5 separate regions of the Mus musculus genome follow, and regions 1, 2, 3 and 5 are each linked to region 4. Evidence: chromatin contacts called from public Hi-C, promoter capture Hi-C and targeted proximity ligation data. All regions are on one chromosome and are shown on one strand. The core of a region is the stretch at or near the end of the contact, and the rest is flanking DNA. Distances in the headings are between cores, read along the strand shown.

Region 1 (2,700 bases), core at 9-2,508, 920 kb before region 4:
ACCTTAACTTTTGGAGACACCAGCCAAGCCTAGGAGTGCACAGCCTTCAAATCCCTTCCCTTACTATAACCCAGGACATATCAGGCACTCCACAATTTGCTTACAGTAGGTCACTATCTTTTCAGCTACATTCCAGTCAGTCAACTAAATGAGCTGTTAGTGCCCTCCCTAACCCCCAACCTAAAACATTATATTCAGCCGATCTGGGTAGAGAGCTCATTTTGATAAATATACGCAGCGCCAAATCCAACCATTCTTTAGCTATCTTCCTGTGCACACTTAAACATCTGTTCCCACACAATATTTTTGAGACTTCCGCTCTGTAATAACAATGTAGAAAACCCAAGCAGTTGTTTTTCTTTTCCCAGACGCCAGCGGATTGTGCTGCTTTAAATGCCTAGATTTTTATTAACACAGTATTTATTTACTTATTTTTATTTTATGTGTGTGTTGTCTCTGTGTTAAGGTCAGACTGAGACATCTGTTATCTCCCTCTATTGCTGTCCACCTCATTGCCGTGAGACAGGCTCTCCTGCTGAGCTGGCAATTATGTTCACCTAGGCTGTTTGGCTAGCCATCTTGGCAGCAACAGCAATTCATGCAAGCCTGGCCACGGCAAAGCTCATCCCCTCCCACCCCTCAAGAACAAATATGTTTTCATTATGTGTACATTTTTTTCTTTTCTCTCTCTTTTTCCCCTGACAAATCTCTCCTGATATGATACATGATATTTGATTACACGCTATAAATTACATCCAGAACATTAGCCAAACTATTATGAGAAATACCAACCTGCTCATGTAGCCCATTTACTATATGGTAGAATATGGAATGAGAAAGGTTCATCTGGCCTCACAGGGAAAAAAAAGTGAGCATGAGGATTAGATAATGTTTTCTAAGTTCTTACTGGTGATCTGTGTATCCCCTTCTTTCCTACCTATCAGTCACTGCATTAAAAACTTTACCATAGAGAGGGAAATTCAGGATGCCATGGGGCCTCAGGAAGGAAACAGATGCTTGTCCCTAGAGGGAAGGGTTTCTGGCTGGCACTGAGGAGGTTAGTGTGAAGAGAAGAAGAAAAATGGTGAGCACCAAGCTTCCAGGTAGTCTTTCTTCTGTGTCTTTGTGAAAATGTCCTGCGGCATTTGTGAAGTTGCATAATGCCTGTCCAACTTTTACATCTTGGGCTGGTTTTATGTGTTCATTATAATGATGGTGAAGATAATTCTACTTCCTGTTTAGAAAAGGTGTTCCTGTAGATTATTCCAAAAGAGGAACCACATTGAAAAGCAATGTTATCTCTCCTGGTTCTTTTCCTTTCTTAGTCATAACTTGATTAGATATATAATCTCATGTTTTTATATGATCTTTTGCCTTTTTTCTCTTTTATTTCTCATTTGTTCATAGTATAGGACATAAGTATGTCCCCTCATGTTCTAAAATATTTAATATTTAAGCACTATCATGTTATGATTAAGCATCTTTTCTGGTGGTGTTCTTCCAATCAAAGGGTGGTCTGGGGGCGCCTCAGGCAGTTAAGTGCCTATGTCACAAGCAGGCAGACTTGATTTCAGCTTATCCAGAACCCATATAAAATATCCATGCCCATGGCACATACATACAACATGGAGGAGCTGGGAATGCTGAGATAAGAGGGACTTTGGAGCTTATTGTCCAGCCAGTGTAGTCAAATTGATGAGCTCCAGGTCTGGTGAGACAGCCTGACTCAAAATATAGGGTGTGTCAGTGTTGGTAGGTTTACATGGGAAGGATGATCTATCAAAGAAAGAGAGCCACTATAGGATGAATTCAGGCTTCTCAGCGGCTGTGGGGGGTGGGGGAGAGGGGAGGAAAGCTTCTGAGGTGCTGAACCCTGAGAACAGCACCCTTGAAGCTCTGTTTATTGTTACACAAAATGTACTTTTAGCAAGTCAATTTCCACATACCAAAACTTCTTATCTGATCTAGGGGTTATCATCACCTAAGCAAGTCTCAGCTGTGGTTCACCAGGTCGTCTCTGACCTAAGATAAGCAAAGGCTCTGAGAAACCTTCCAAGGGATAGCCTCATAAAATCTCAGATAACCATCACTGACAAAGGCTATATTAAAGGTTAGGTGCCTTCACTCCAGAGTCCTGCCAGATTCAAAGGTTCCACCCCTGAAATTCTGTAACAGGTGGACAGTGATTGATGAAGATCTCAACATTGGCCTCTGGCCTCTGCATTCATGCATAGTTGTGTACTGCTGCACATGTGCACTCCCACAGAGAAGGAGGAGGAGGGGAAGGAGGAAAAGAAAGAGGAGGAGTAGAAGGCACCTTTGATAGTCTGGGGCCAATTAGAAAACTCAGAGTAGATTTATTAGGGTATGTTTAACATCTTGAAGTATAAATGATAAATAGTAACAGAAATTTGAGATGGCATCTGAGGCTTGAGTTCATCCTGGGGAAGGACAAATTTGGAATGGGTTTGTTTCCTGGAGAAAGTGTGGTTTAACTACTTGAAAGAAGTGTGTAGATTTATCCAGGCTGGAATGCGTCTGCAGTTAAGTAACAAATTATTTGCAGTGGGTGATCAGTAGTAGTGTCACTGCTGTGTAGTGAATGTTTGGGGCAAGTCGGGGCTATGCTCTTCAGAGTGCATGAGGTTTACAGGAAGGAAAAGCACACAGCCACAGGAGGCTGGCTGTCTCCAGATAGCC
Region 2 (2,700 bases), core at 13-2,512, 650 kb before region 4:
TGGATAATGAAACCACAGAAAGCAAGACTACAAATAAAGGGTTCGTGCTATCGCGTAGAATTAAAACTAAACAAAACAAACAAGTCAAAGTAATTAATTTATGCTCAGGTTTGAAACAAAGTCATTCTTACAGCACACATAAAGCCTGACCATTCGTGTTTGTCTGCTCAGAACTTCTTGGAGCCATGCTGATTTATATCAATAACAGTTTTAGCTTCAAGTACACTAGTTGTATATGAGCATCTAGCATGGCATTGGAATCTCCATCTTTCTCTTCCTCTCTATAGTATTCCTCTTCTACTTCCTTTTGTCATCTTATAGGCCATCCTCTTTTAGACTTATGCAACAGGTATGGACTGGATTTCTGCTTGTTCTTGTTTTTAACTTATTTTGGAGCTATTTTGAGACATACTTCATTTTAATTAAAAATATTTTTATTGAAAATAGAAATTTGCTTTTCTACAGTATATTCTGACCACTGTTTCTTCTCCTCCTCCCAGATCTTCACCTCCCCACCCTTCCAACTCCATGTCTTTCTCTCTTTAGAAACCAAACAGGCCAGTAAATAAACAAACCAGAATAGAACAAAGCAAACAGAGAAATAGAGTAAATAAAAGAGAAAAATCACAAGAAACACATACACATGCAGAGAGACACACAAACAAAGCCAGAAAACAAAAAAATCAGATGCCATAAGGATAATCAAAATACAAGTTAAGGTTTAAAAAAAAAACAGTGGCCAAGCAAAACATTATGAGATAAACATCTCCAAAAATACCATGGAGTTCGTTTTGTGATGGCCGTCTACTCCCTTGAGTGTGGTTTGTATATTCAGTGATACTCCATTGGAAGAAACAAGTATTAACCTTGGGAGCTGCTACTGAGGTTTACGCTTTTAAAAGTGGTTTCCAACCAGCTGGAAATTATCTCCATATCAATAAGCTCTCTCAAGTCCAAATGTTCTCAAATCCAATAACTCTGATTTTCATGAACTCCTTACTCCCTTCCTCATTAATTCTGTAAGTCAGACGGTGAATTCTAATATCTCTCATTCAGAAGGGGACAGACTTAATGCAATATAGAAATGCAAGGAATCGTTCCCTACTTGACCAAATTTGTTTCGTGAGATGATTTTATTTTGTGTTATTTTTCCAAACCTCAAACTTCAGAAAGGGGAAGCAGAGCAGCTCTTCGTTTTCCTACTACTTGTAATTACTGCAAACTCACACCCTGTGTAATCACGAGTACTTCCGGGGAAAGCACACAAAATGACTGAGTGTCAAAGGCAGACAGTGCAACTTCTGGAGGAAACAGCTGGTAAGAGGTTGAGTCTGAGTTCTCCCAGGAGCAGAGTGAGCAGGCCCAGGAGCTGCAGCACACAGGACAGGGCTGTGAGGACAGGTAGGAACTTTGGGTTGGAATCGTACCACTGGGAGATGTTGTGCTCTAAATAGACAGTCTGGGAAATGGATTTTCATCCTGTTTTTTCTGTTGACCACTTGCAATAGTTGGTGAGGCCCATTTGAAGCCTCAGTTTACTTACTTGTCAAAAAGGAAAGCACCTTTGAGATCAGTTGAGATTTGAAGTGATGACCTTATATAGTTAGTTCCCTTAATTTCCCTACTCTTGCCACTTAGTCTTATAAAACATGTTCTCAAAGAAGACTGACATTTGAGAAAATGTTTAACTTGGAAACTATGGTTCTAATCTAACATTGCAACACAGAAAAGCACTGTGTGCAGAGGTGTTTGCCTGAATAGAAGAGATTTTGGAACTCTTTTCGAAAGCTAAGGGCCATTCCCACTTCATGTGAACATAATGAATGGTGAAGAACAAAGCATAGTTGGATTGGGAGGTGATGGTGTCAGTTGCCAGACATACTATAAAATGTAAGAAACATCATTATGTAGAGTTCCTTCCAAAATAGCCATATTTTAAGAATAGCTTAAATTCAGGAAATACATCTCTATATGCTATCATAAATAGATAATTGAACATATAAAATAAGCATAAGTTCTATGTGTTTTAAAATGCACAGGTGTTTCTTACAGCATTGTTCATAGTGATAACAAAAATAGAAGGAACCAAAATGACCATGATTATACATTCAGTCTAATGAAATGCATTCATTTGAATTTATCATTTGGATTTTTAATTCTAGTTTAAAATCCAATTACATAACTGTAGCGTTCTAACTACTGGAAGTGTGTGATTCAGTGGCATTCGATTCATTCATGCTTGGCACCCCCATGACAATCCACTAAACAACTGCTCTTCACCCACCCCTCCCCCACCATTTTACTTTTCTACAAAACTGAGTAGTAGGGGTACCTCATAAGTAGAACCACGCAGCATCTGACTTCCTTGACTTCATTTAAGATTTTGTTTTTGAGGTTTAACAATGTTTGCAGCATGTCAGAATATAACGTTTGCCTTTTATACTTAAGGCTATTGTAATTAGTCAAAGATTGATAAGAATTCTAAATGGTTGGAATGACCATTTGTACAGTGTTATAATTTGTGTAAAATCTTACATAAAGAGGAGAGAGAACTGAAGAGAGGAGAAAAGGAACACAAAGAAGAATGAAACTGGTGACTTCGTATTATTTGTTGGGGAGTCAGGAACATTTTGATTCATGCAAACTATATTTCTTTTTAGCTGACATTGTTGTTATATGTTCTTTTTAACAAATGGTCAA
Region 3 (2,706 bases), core at 161-2,660, 720 kb before region 4:
TAGTGCTTTGTGATTCTATTCTTCTTGGTTTTCTCTACACTGCTGACACTAGATAAGGGATCCTTCTTTGTTGAGATCCAGCAACACACACAAGCAGCCACTGCAGTGCTGGCTTCCAAAGTACAGGTTCCCAGAAAACAAATAACATGAAAATAATTATAAACCACAGGGCACCAGCTGGGGGGATTAACTCCGATAGGAAGAGCATGCACAGGTATGGGGCACACTGAACAGTTCCACAAGATATCACAAGGAGTGTTGAGGGCTGAAACTGAAAATGGCCTTTTGAGGGAAAGTGAAACTGAATGCTTAGGGTACTTAGTAAATGAAGCAAATTTCAACAAGCTCCAACAACTTCACACATTACATATATACAAACATACATATATACATAAATTCATACATACATTCATACATGATACATACATTCATACATACATACATATGGTAGATGGAACAAAGCTCCAACATACCATACACACACACACACACACACACACACACACACACACACTGGTAAATTACCTGAATAATTCCATGTTTCCCATCCAATGATATCAAGATCCAGGGTCATTGTTGAATGGTGTTTCAACAACTTAGATTCAAGTTGACTCTACACCCAGTTGGGTCAAGAACCTAAATTATAATTGCATCTATCTCCCCATGGATCCCATCTCAACTTTGATAGGCCATACTGGTATTTCATGTTTTAACCAATGTCAAAGTTATATCAATGTTCTTCCCCCCAACACCTGGGCCTCTGGCATCCTCCAGAGTCTCATGCTATGTGTGTAGTCTGTATTACCCTGGAGAAAGAACAGGTGAGACTAGCTTGACTGGTTCTAGATGGAGGACCTGGCTCTCTGGATCTTCAGCTGCTCTAGGAAGCAGCTTTGGAGAAGCTGGAGCTTCTTTGGAGAAGCTTTCAAAGATGAGGTATGACATTTGTTTTACACTCTTAGGAATGCCAATAGATTAAAAAACAGACAATGCTTATGTTTCTTCCTACTATGCTTTTAAAAAATGTTGTTTGGACTTCAATATCTCACACTCCATTGGCATCCCTATAATCAGCAATGACAGGTTATTGTAGAGAGAGCACATCAAACTTTAAATACTCAAATATTTAAGTTACAAAATAAGGACTATAAATATTCACCTCCTTATCATATTTTAAACCGTGCATAACAGATTATTTTAATCATAAAATGTTACAGAACAAAACATAAGTCTTTTCTTTAGAAAACTTGTTTTAAGTAAAATTTATTCCTCAACCTCCAATAAAATAAAAAGATGTACTAACCAGACAATGGGAAGGATCTGATGTCAGATGATTTATTCCAGGAGAAGTTTTGATTGTGTGTTCTCACAGGACTCTGTTCCCCCTTTGTAGATAGCAGACTGGTTAATTGTGCCAGGACTTCCCCTCCACTGACTAAGAGGCAGAACCTTTTGCTTCTGGCATTTCCTCCCCACCCACTTCAGCCATCATACATGAGTGGATGTGTACTCTGAGGATTCAAGGTAGAAACTATTGTCATTTAGACAAATGGATATGGGTAATATTTTGAAATGCAAATAACACTTTTATTGAGAATATAGACAAGTATCAATTTGTGGTATATTATTACAGTGTAGCATCCCAAACCATAATGACTGATGGGAGAAGGGTGGGATGGGGGAGGAGAAGGCAATAAGGGAGTTTGAAACATTTGGGTAGGAACAGCAGCAGGAGCATTATTTCCTTGTCTATTGTACATTGAGTACATTACTTCATGATCTCACTGTATCTTTACACACAGGCATGATCCATTGTACAATGACAAAAGTCTAGGAAGAGCCCAAAAGAGGGAGAGAGATGAATCAGGAGAGCTCAGGTGGCTCCTGGGGGCCTAGAACTGTGACCTACGACATACCTTCTGACCTAGGGAAATATCTGGTCTGTTGTATCCTTGGCTCCATTTTTAAAAAATGAAGGAATGGATATCACACCACCAATAAGTGGCAGGGCCAGAATTTCAACCACAAGTTGATTAGGAAGAAGCTCCCAGATTCTTCCACTTCACTGCAGTCAAGTTTCTATGAGGAGTTGGTAATTTATAAAAGCTACAAGGCCAAAAAAATTCAGAACATAGTGTAATTGACCCACATCTGTGGAATAGAATAATTAGGAACCAATGAATAAATATAAATAGAATGTGGGTAATTTTTGTAGGTCTTGAAAGATTTTCTGGGATACGTAAGATGTGTGATAAAAAATAAAGTTGTTGGAGCTTTGTTCCACCCAACAAATATATGAATGTATGTATGTATGTATGTATGTATGTATGTAATTGGTGAAGTAGTTGATGCTTGATTCATCCACCAAGTGTGTGTGTGTGTGTGTGTGTGTGTGTGTGTGTGTGTGTGTGTGTGTATGTGTGTCCGTGTGTCTGTTTGTGTGATTCTTTCCCACCTTTTTCTTGCTGACTCCAGAAAGTTTCACTGGACCCAGAGTCTTTCTTCCAGCCCCAGGGAGTCCTCCACTAGCCCCAGAGAATCAAGCTGTGTTCCCTCTAATAAAAGTCTGTTGAATGACCAATTGACTACTCTATGACCCACTCCAGTTTACCCTAGATGTCAAAGCTGCTCTTTGCCAAAACAGAAGGAGCACTCTTGACCACCCTCTATGAAGCCAGTGTCACTCTAATTACACACACACACACA
Region 4 (2,761 bases), core at 29-2,528:
AATTACAAAGGCACTGGGCCAGATTTCCAAGACAATCTTACGAAAAAGGCTTTTTTTTTTTTCTGGGCACTATGACTGCCAAGAACAAAGACTCATTTCAGAGTCCACCATTTCACCCAGCAGCCCTCAGTTCCACAATCCCCAGATCAGGGCCCTCCCTGGGCCCCAAGCAAAGAAGAGTCTTTCCCTTCTAAGTCCCTCTATCACCACCATTTCTAGCTGCAGGACTGACAGTCACTGAATGTGGAGTGGCACGCTATTGGTAGAGACACCTGGAAAATATGCAGGGAGCGATGAAGGAGCCCTGGTATCCGTGAAGTTTCTTGGCTCAAGGTGGCTAGCCCAAATCTGATTGACAAGGTATAGGCTGGACTCAAGAAATGTGACCCTGATGATAGTCCACTCTACCAGTAACTCAAACACATCTCTGGGAATGTCTTGGCCCACCAAAAAAAAGTGAAAGAACACCCCTAAACGGCTGTGAGGGGAGAAACAAAGCAGAACCAGGCACATGCTGGGACCATACACCTGGAAGGCCCAGAAGTAAGGATGGCTCAGCCATGCTGGACAGTTCAAGTCGGGGTCCAGAAGAAAGGGGAAGAACCCTTACCTATTGCTAACCTGGGGAATGATACAGGCCAGCAAGACAAAGGCCAGAGTCCCTCTAACTCCACTATATCGCAGGGGCAAGTCAGAATACACACAGGCCTCAGTTTCCCAATCCGTACAAGGGGCAAAGAGGCTCTTAATGACACAAAGGCCACAAGGTACTCCTACAGAGGGTGAAGGGTTGCGTGGCGTTAGCGGATAGGTGGGAGGGGGCGGGGCTGAGGCGACCGGCGAGGACAGCCTCCCACCGTCCATCCCTCCCACCCCACTGCAGGGGCGCAGGCCCGCGGGGAGTCACGCGCCCATCGCGCCCAATCGCCGGCTTCGGCCAGGAAACCCATCTCTGAGTTCGCCGGCAACGCCCCCGGCACGGTAGGCCGCTGCCCGCCGCCGCCCGAGACCTTCCCCAGCGGCGCTCACCTACCGGGGCCGCCGCTACCGCGGGCAATCAGCCGCTGCCCGCACTTCCGGGATCCACGAGCCCCGCCTCTACCGGATGTGACTTACTCCCGCGTCCAGCTGAGAACGAGCCGCACTGCCCCTCCGCCGCGCCCCGAGTGTCCTGCCTTGTAGGCCTAGGGGTGGCCACGATACCTGCACTCAGACGCTGGTGGCTTCAGGCGCCACACCCGCGGAAGGCCACTCGGCCCCGCCCGCGCGGGGGAAGGCACCACCCCTAGCCCCGCCCCCGCCGTAGGACTCCGCCCATTGCGAGTACGCCTGCGCAGACTTGCAGGCGTCCCTTCGTTTGCTCTGAATATCCTGAGACAAGCGTGGAACTTCCAAAGGGAGGCTCCAGATGGGCTCTTATTGCACCACGGTATCCCCGGCCTGCTGCGCACACTCCTTTTTATAGTTTGGCCTCAGGACTAGAATGGCTGCGGTCCTGAGTCCCCTTCAGACACTGCTAACAGCTCTGAGCTTTCCTAAAAAATCACCCTTTGTCAGGACCGTAGATTGCTCTTACTCGTCTGTAGATGAGTGTGTAAGCGTCAGACTTGATCCATCCTCACTCGCCCAGAGTGACAAGCCTCAGGAAGGGATGGAAACAAACCAGCCCTGAGAGGTGAACGCCATTCCACTTTGGCTGCAGTGGTTAGATTAGCTTCCAGCCTAAGAAAACCCTGCCACCCTTTGTTATACATTAGAACTTTTGTTGCTAGTGGCAGAGACCAGCACAAATTGGCCTCTTCAAAATGGTAATTGCTGGGTCATACAACGAGAAGTCCAAAGGCCCTAAGTGATACCAGGCTCAGTGTCAGAGGCCTCCACCTTCACTTGACTCTGACTTCTGTCCACCCAAAATGGATCTCACCTCAAAGAGAAGGAGAGAGCCAAGAAAGAGTGACCATGACATGGGACACAGGTTCAGGTTGCCTTAAATAACATGTTCCAATGTAAAAGTGCTTTTGTGAAGTCTGTACAGTAACAGAATAAGGCTACCCCAAGGCATTTTACAAATACATTGCTGGGACCATCAGGCCAGTGGGTAATGAGAAATTAGGGAAAATCTCTGTTTGGGTCTGAGGTGCTATTTGATTACATTTTAGCTTTGGGGTCTGCTGAGTTAGTGCATCCCAAAAGGTTTACCCGATAATCACATTGATATGAGGTAAGGCACAGAAGTGAGCAACATTTATTAAGGAGAATAACAATAATTATCAGTTAATTGGACCCTGTAACATCCCAGCTTTCCACAATCAAGAAGTTCTAATCAGTCAACAGAGTTGCAATTTTATTTATTTATTTATTTATTTATTTTTGAGGGGGGACTTCCATCTTGTAAGTTTCTCTTTTGGGTCATCGAATTTCATCAAGATCTCCCACTTTTTCTATTTCATATTCTAGATCTAAAATGATCATCATTGTCCCCATTGGTCAGAACTCCCTCCCCTTTACTACCTCATGGGGTCCCTGGGTACTCAGGTCTCAAGTCCCCTGTGCTGTCCTAGAACTCTCAAAGTAGTCAAGAGTAAGCTCTCACCTCTACCTGGCAAGTGCACAGTGTTATGCTGTGCTGGAGACACAACCCAGGCCCTGCACACACACACTCTCCCCTACCTCTAGCACAGCTACTACAAAAGGAATCAGGACAGACGACAGCTGTGCCTGCAGGTGACTTGCTTGAGGTGCTACCTTTGGGGGCCACCCA
Region 5 (2,769 bases), core at 168-2,667, 650 kb after region 4:
CACACACACACACACACACACACACACACACACACACTGGCCCACAGGTTGATGATTTTCAGGAATTGTCTCATTCTTATCCCTCTCAGTTGCCTGGAGTGAATCCGGGAGGAGAGGGACAATGACAGTCCTGGGACACAGAGAACCTCCTCTGCTGCCACCAAGTTCTTCCACTAGAGAATCATTCCCTCCAGTCTTAAAGACCTTCCGGGTACCCAATGTGACTAACCTACAATTTTGGATAGTCGAGGGCAGAGCACCATGGCCTCAACCTTTGTCCATGGAGTGGGACTGAAGGAGGAAGGGTCTGGGAAATTGCTTCACCACTGGGCTCTAGCCAGATAGTCCTTCAGGCCAGTTCCATCCCTTCTTGTCTAGACACGGACTGAGAATGGGAAGCCAGAGTCCCCAGGGGCTAGTCGGTGACTGGGGTGACTGTGCTTCCCGTGGAGGCCCACCCAGCCTGGCAAAGTCTTCCCACGTGTAGCTGCCAGCCCAGCAGAGGTGAGTCACTGGCCCTCAGAACAGTCTACACAAGTGCTGGATAAGCCACAGACCTCCAGGCCCTGCCCAAGCTCTGCTGCCCAGCCCCCAGTTTCTGATGGCACGTCCCTATCGCTAGGGACCCAGCCCTGCCCCAGGCTCTTGGAAGCACCAGAAAATAGTCTGTGACACTCAGAGCAGAAAAGAAACCCTCAGTACAACAGTGAGGGTACTTACCTGGGGCAGAATCTGCCCCTCACGGCACACCCACCTCTGGGGGCCCATTCTTCCCTGAGATCTATTTATTCCACAGACTGACCCAAACAGCCCATCCTCCGTGAAAGAAAGAGACCTCCTTCCCTCAGGCTCCATCTCAACTCTGGAGCCAGGGAAGGGGTCAAAGGTCAGAAAGAGCAAAAAGGATGCTAAGGTCCGCAGGTGGAATGAGACGCCAAGCCTATGAACAACGTCTCCCTCTCCACCGCTAGTGCCAGGCTCCACCCCGCCGGCTGTGGGTTAGCTTACCGTGGCGTCCTCCGCACCGTGGTGGCCGATGAGGCGGCTACCCCCTGGGTGCCGCTGTGCCCAGCGGCTGATGTCGTAGACACGGCGCTCGATGACCAGCCACTTGTCGCCTGGTAGGTCATGCTGGCGGATCTGCTCCCAGCGGAAGATGGGTAGGGGCGCCCCCAGCGGTGCGGGCCCCTCCCGCGGCCCGGGTCCCCCTCCGGGCTCCCCGACACCGCCCATTGCCGCTGTACACAAGTCCTCCGGACCCCGGTACGTGACCAAGGTCTAAGAGAGACACTGAGGGAGGCGAGGTGGCAATCAGGGGTCTTCCTCCGCCCGCCCCACCGGCCCCGCCCTGCCGCTGCGGCCGCCGTAAGAGCGTGCGCCTGCCCGGCTCTCCGCGCAGGGAACTTTTCCCTCCCTTATAACCGCGCTGACAGCGCTCGCCTCGCCCGCCCCTCGTCCCGGCCCCCGCGCTGGCCAGTCCCGCTCTCGCTCCAATCCAGGCGCGGCGCCTCCACATCTATTGGCTGCCCGGGGAGGGCGGTGTCGCGAAGGGGCTTGCCCCACCCTCGAGGGCCTGGGGCCACCACGCCCGGCACTGCCCCCGGGGCACTGCCCCCCCCCCCCCCCAGTTTCTCGGACTCTCGGCTCAACTGAGAAGGCGGGGGATGGGGACCCAGCGCGCACGGGAGTCCTGCAGGCCGCTGCGCCCAGGCACACCCGCAGGGGCCCGAAATGAGCCCAAGTCTGAGCCCTGAAAGGCTGAGAAATGTAGTTAGGGACGTCACCGGTCTTTAACCAGGCATCCCAGGTAGCTAGAAATGAGGACACTACCTTGGGGTGACTGTCAACAGCCACCAAACAATGGACCTCATCCCCCAGTAAACCCTCAATATCCACGCGAGGAAGCCATCTAAAGCAATCTGCAGGAGCAGATGGCCTCTCCTCCTGGCTGTACGCAGGATTGGGGATGCCCAGGTTGGCCACTGGAGGAGGAGCAGAGGACACTGCTGCGTGGAGGTCTGCCGTTCAGGAGATGAAAGAATGGTCCAGTCTGCAATGGGTGGCTTGCTTGTCACCACCTCCCAGTTCTCCCCATTCATGGTGTCACATTTTTGACTTATTAAATTCAAATCCTCTTGAGAGTGTAACTACGTTCCCAATTGTACGATGTTTCTTTGAGACAGACATCAGTTCCTTAAAAGTTAAAAGCTTTCACAACTGGCAAACTTGAAGGTCCATCAGAATTTCCTTGAGGGCTAGTTAAAACAGACTCCCGCACACCACCCTAGTGTGACTCAGGGCAGAAAGGTGAGGCAGACCTGTTTGTTGGGAGCAAATCTTTTCAGAACCTTAAAGTGTATTTTTTCCAATGTGCAAACATTTCCTCTTGGTCTACCTAAGGATTTGTAGGTGACCTGACCTCTAAGGCACCCCTGTGGATAACAAAACCAACCTGTGTTTCTTGCCTACAAAAAACCAGTATATGCATGTAACCTTCACATATCCCCTCATACACTTTAAGTCAGCTCTGAATTCTTAATAATGTCTAATGTGATGTAAATGCTCTATAAATAATTGTTCACTGCATTGTTTAGGGAACAATAAGACTAAAAAAGGCTGAAAGCATTCACTCCAGATGCAACTATTACAGGCCTAAATACACAGGACAAGGAGGAAAGCAGAGGCGAGCAATACTCTAAAGAATGTTGGTTAGATACCTGGGACCTGTGAGATGAGGAGAGGTGACATCAGGGGCAGCCTACGTACACA

The links. Promoter capture Hi-C pulls out the DNA fragments that hold promoters and counts their contacts. A called contact is a pair of places that touch in the nucleus more often than the background predicts.
Region 1: a promoter capture Hi-C map of the HPC-7 cell line shows a contact between it and region 4. A contact is called at or near these places in 4 of 39 promoter capture datasets (the HPC-7 cell line, hippocampal neurons, liver and 1 more), 2 of 484 Hi-C or Micro-C datasets (cortical neurons and pro-B cells) and 1 of 9 other capture datasets (adipose tissue).
Region 2: a contact with region 4 is called in a targeted proximity ligation map of bone marrow-derived dendritic cells, with 4 times the contacts expected there.
Region 3: a targeted proximity ligation map of bone marrow-derived dendritic cells shows a contact between it and region 4, with 2.6 times the contacts expected there. A contact is called at or near these places in 1 of 39 promoter capture datasets (pre-B cells) and 1 of 130 datasets of targeted methods (bone marrow-derived dendritic cells).
Region 5: a Hi-C map of myocytes shows a contact between it and region 4, with 4 times the contacts expected there. A contact is called at or near these places in 1 of 484 Hi-C or Micro-C datasets (myocytes) and 1 of 130 datasets of targeted methods (pancreatic cancer cells).

Annotation. Positions count from the first base shown.
Region 1 is chr19:11,611,804-11,614,503 of GRCm38.p6, reverse strand. No RefSeq gene overlaps it. Among named protein-coding and RNA genes, the nearest start is that of Ms4a6d, 8.4 kb to the right of the region's middle.
Region 2 is chr19:11,334,708-11,337,407 of GRCm38.p6, reverse strand. It overlaps Ms4a7 (membrane-spanning 4-domains, subfamily A, member 7), which reads left to right and starts at 1,262. Exons shown (of 7, transcript NM_027836.6): 1 at 1,262-1,401.
Region 3 is chr19:11,406,365-11,409,070 of GRCm38.p6, reverse strand. It overlaps Ms4a4c (membrane-spanning 4-domains, subfamily A, member 4C), which reads right to left and starts at 1,410. Exons shown (of 7, transcript NM_029499.3): 1 at 1,304-1,410.
Region 4 is chr19:10,687,252-10,690,012 of GRCm38.p6, reverse strand. It overlaps Vps37c (vacuolar protein sorting 37C), which reads right to left and starts at 1,278. Exons shown (of 5, transcript NM_181403.3): 1 at 1,034-1,278.
Region 5 is chr19:10,040,196-10,042,964 of GRCm38.p6, reverse strand. It overlaps Fads3 (fatty acid desaturase 3), which reads right to left and starts at 1,417. Exons shown (of 12, transcript NM_021890.3): 1 at 1,009-1,417. The coding sequence starts at 1,233.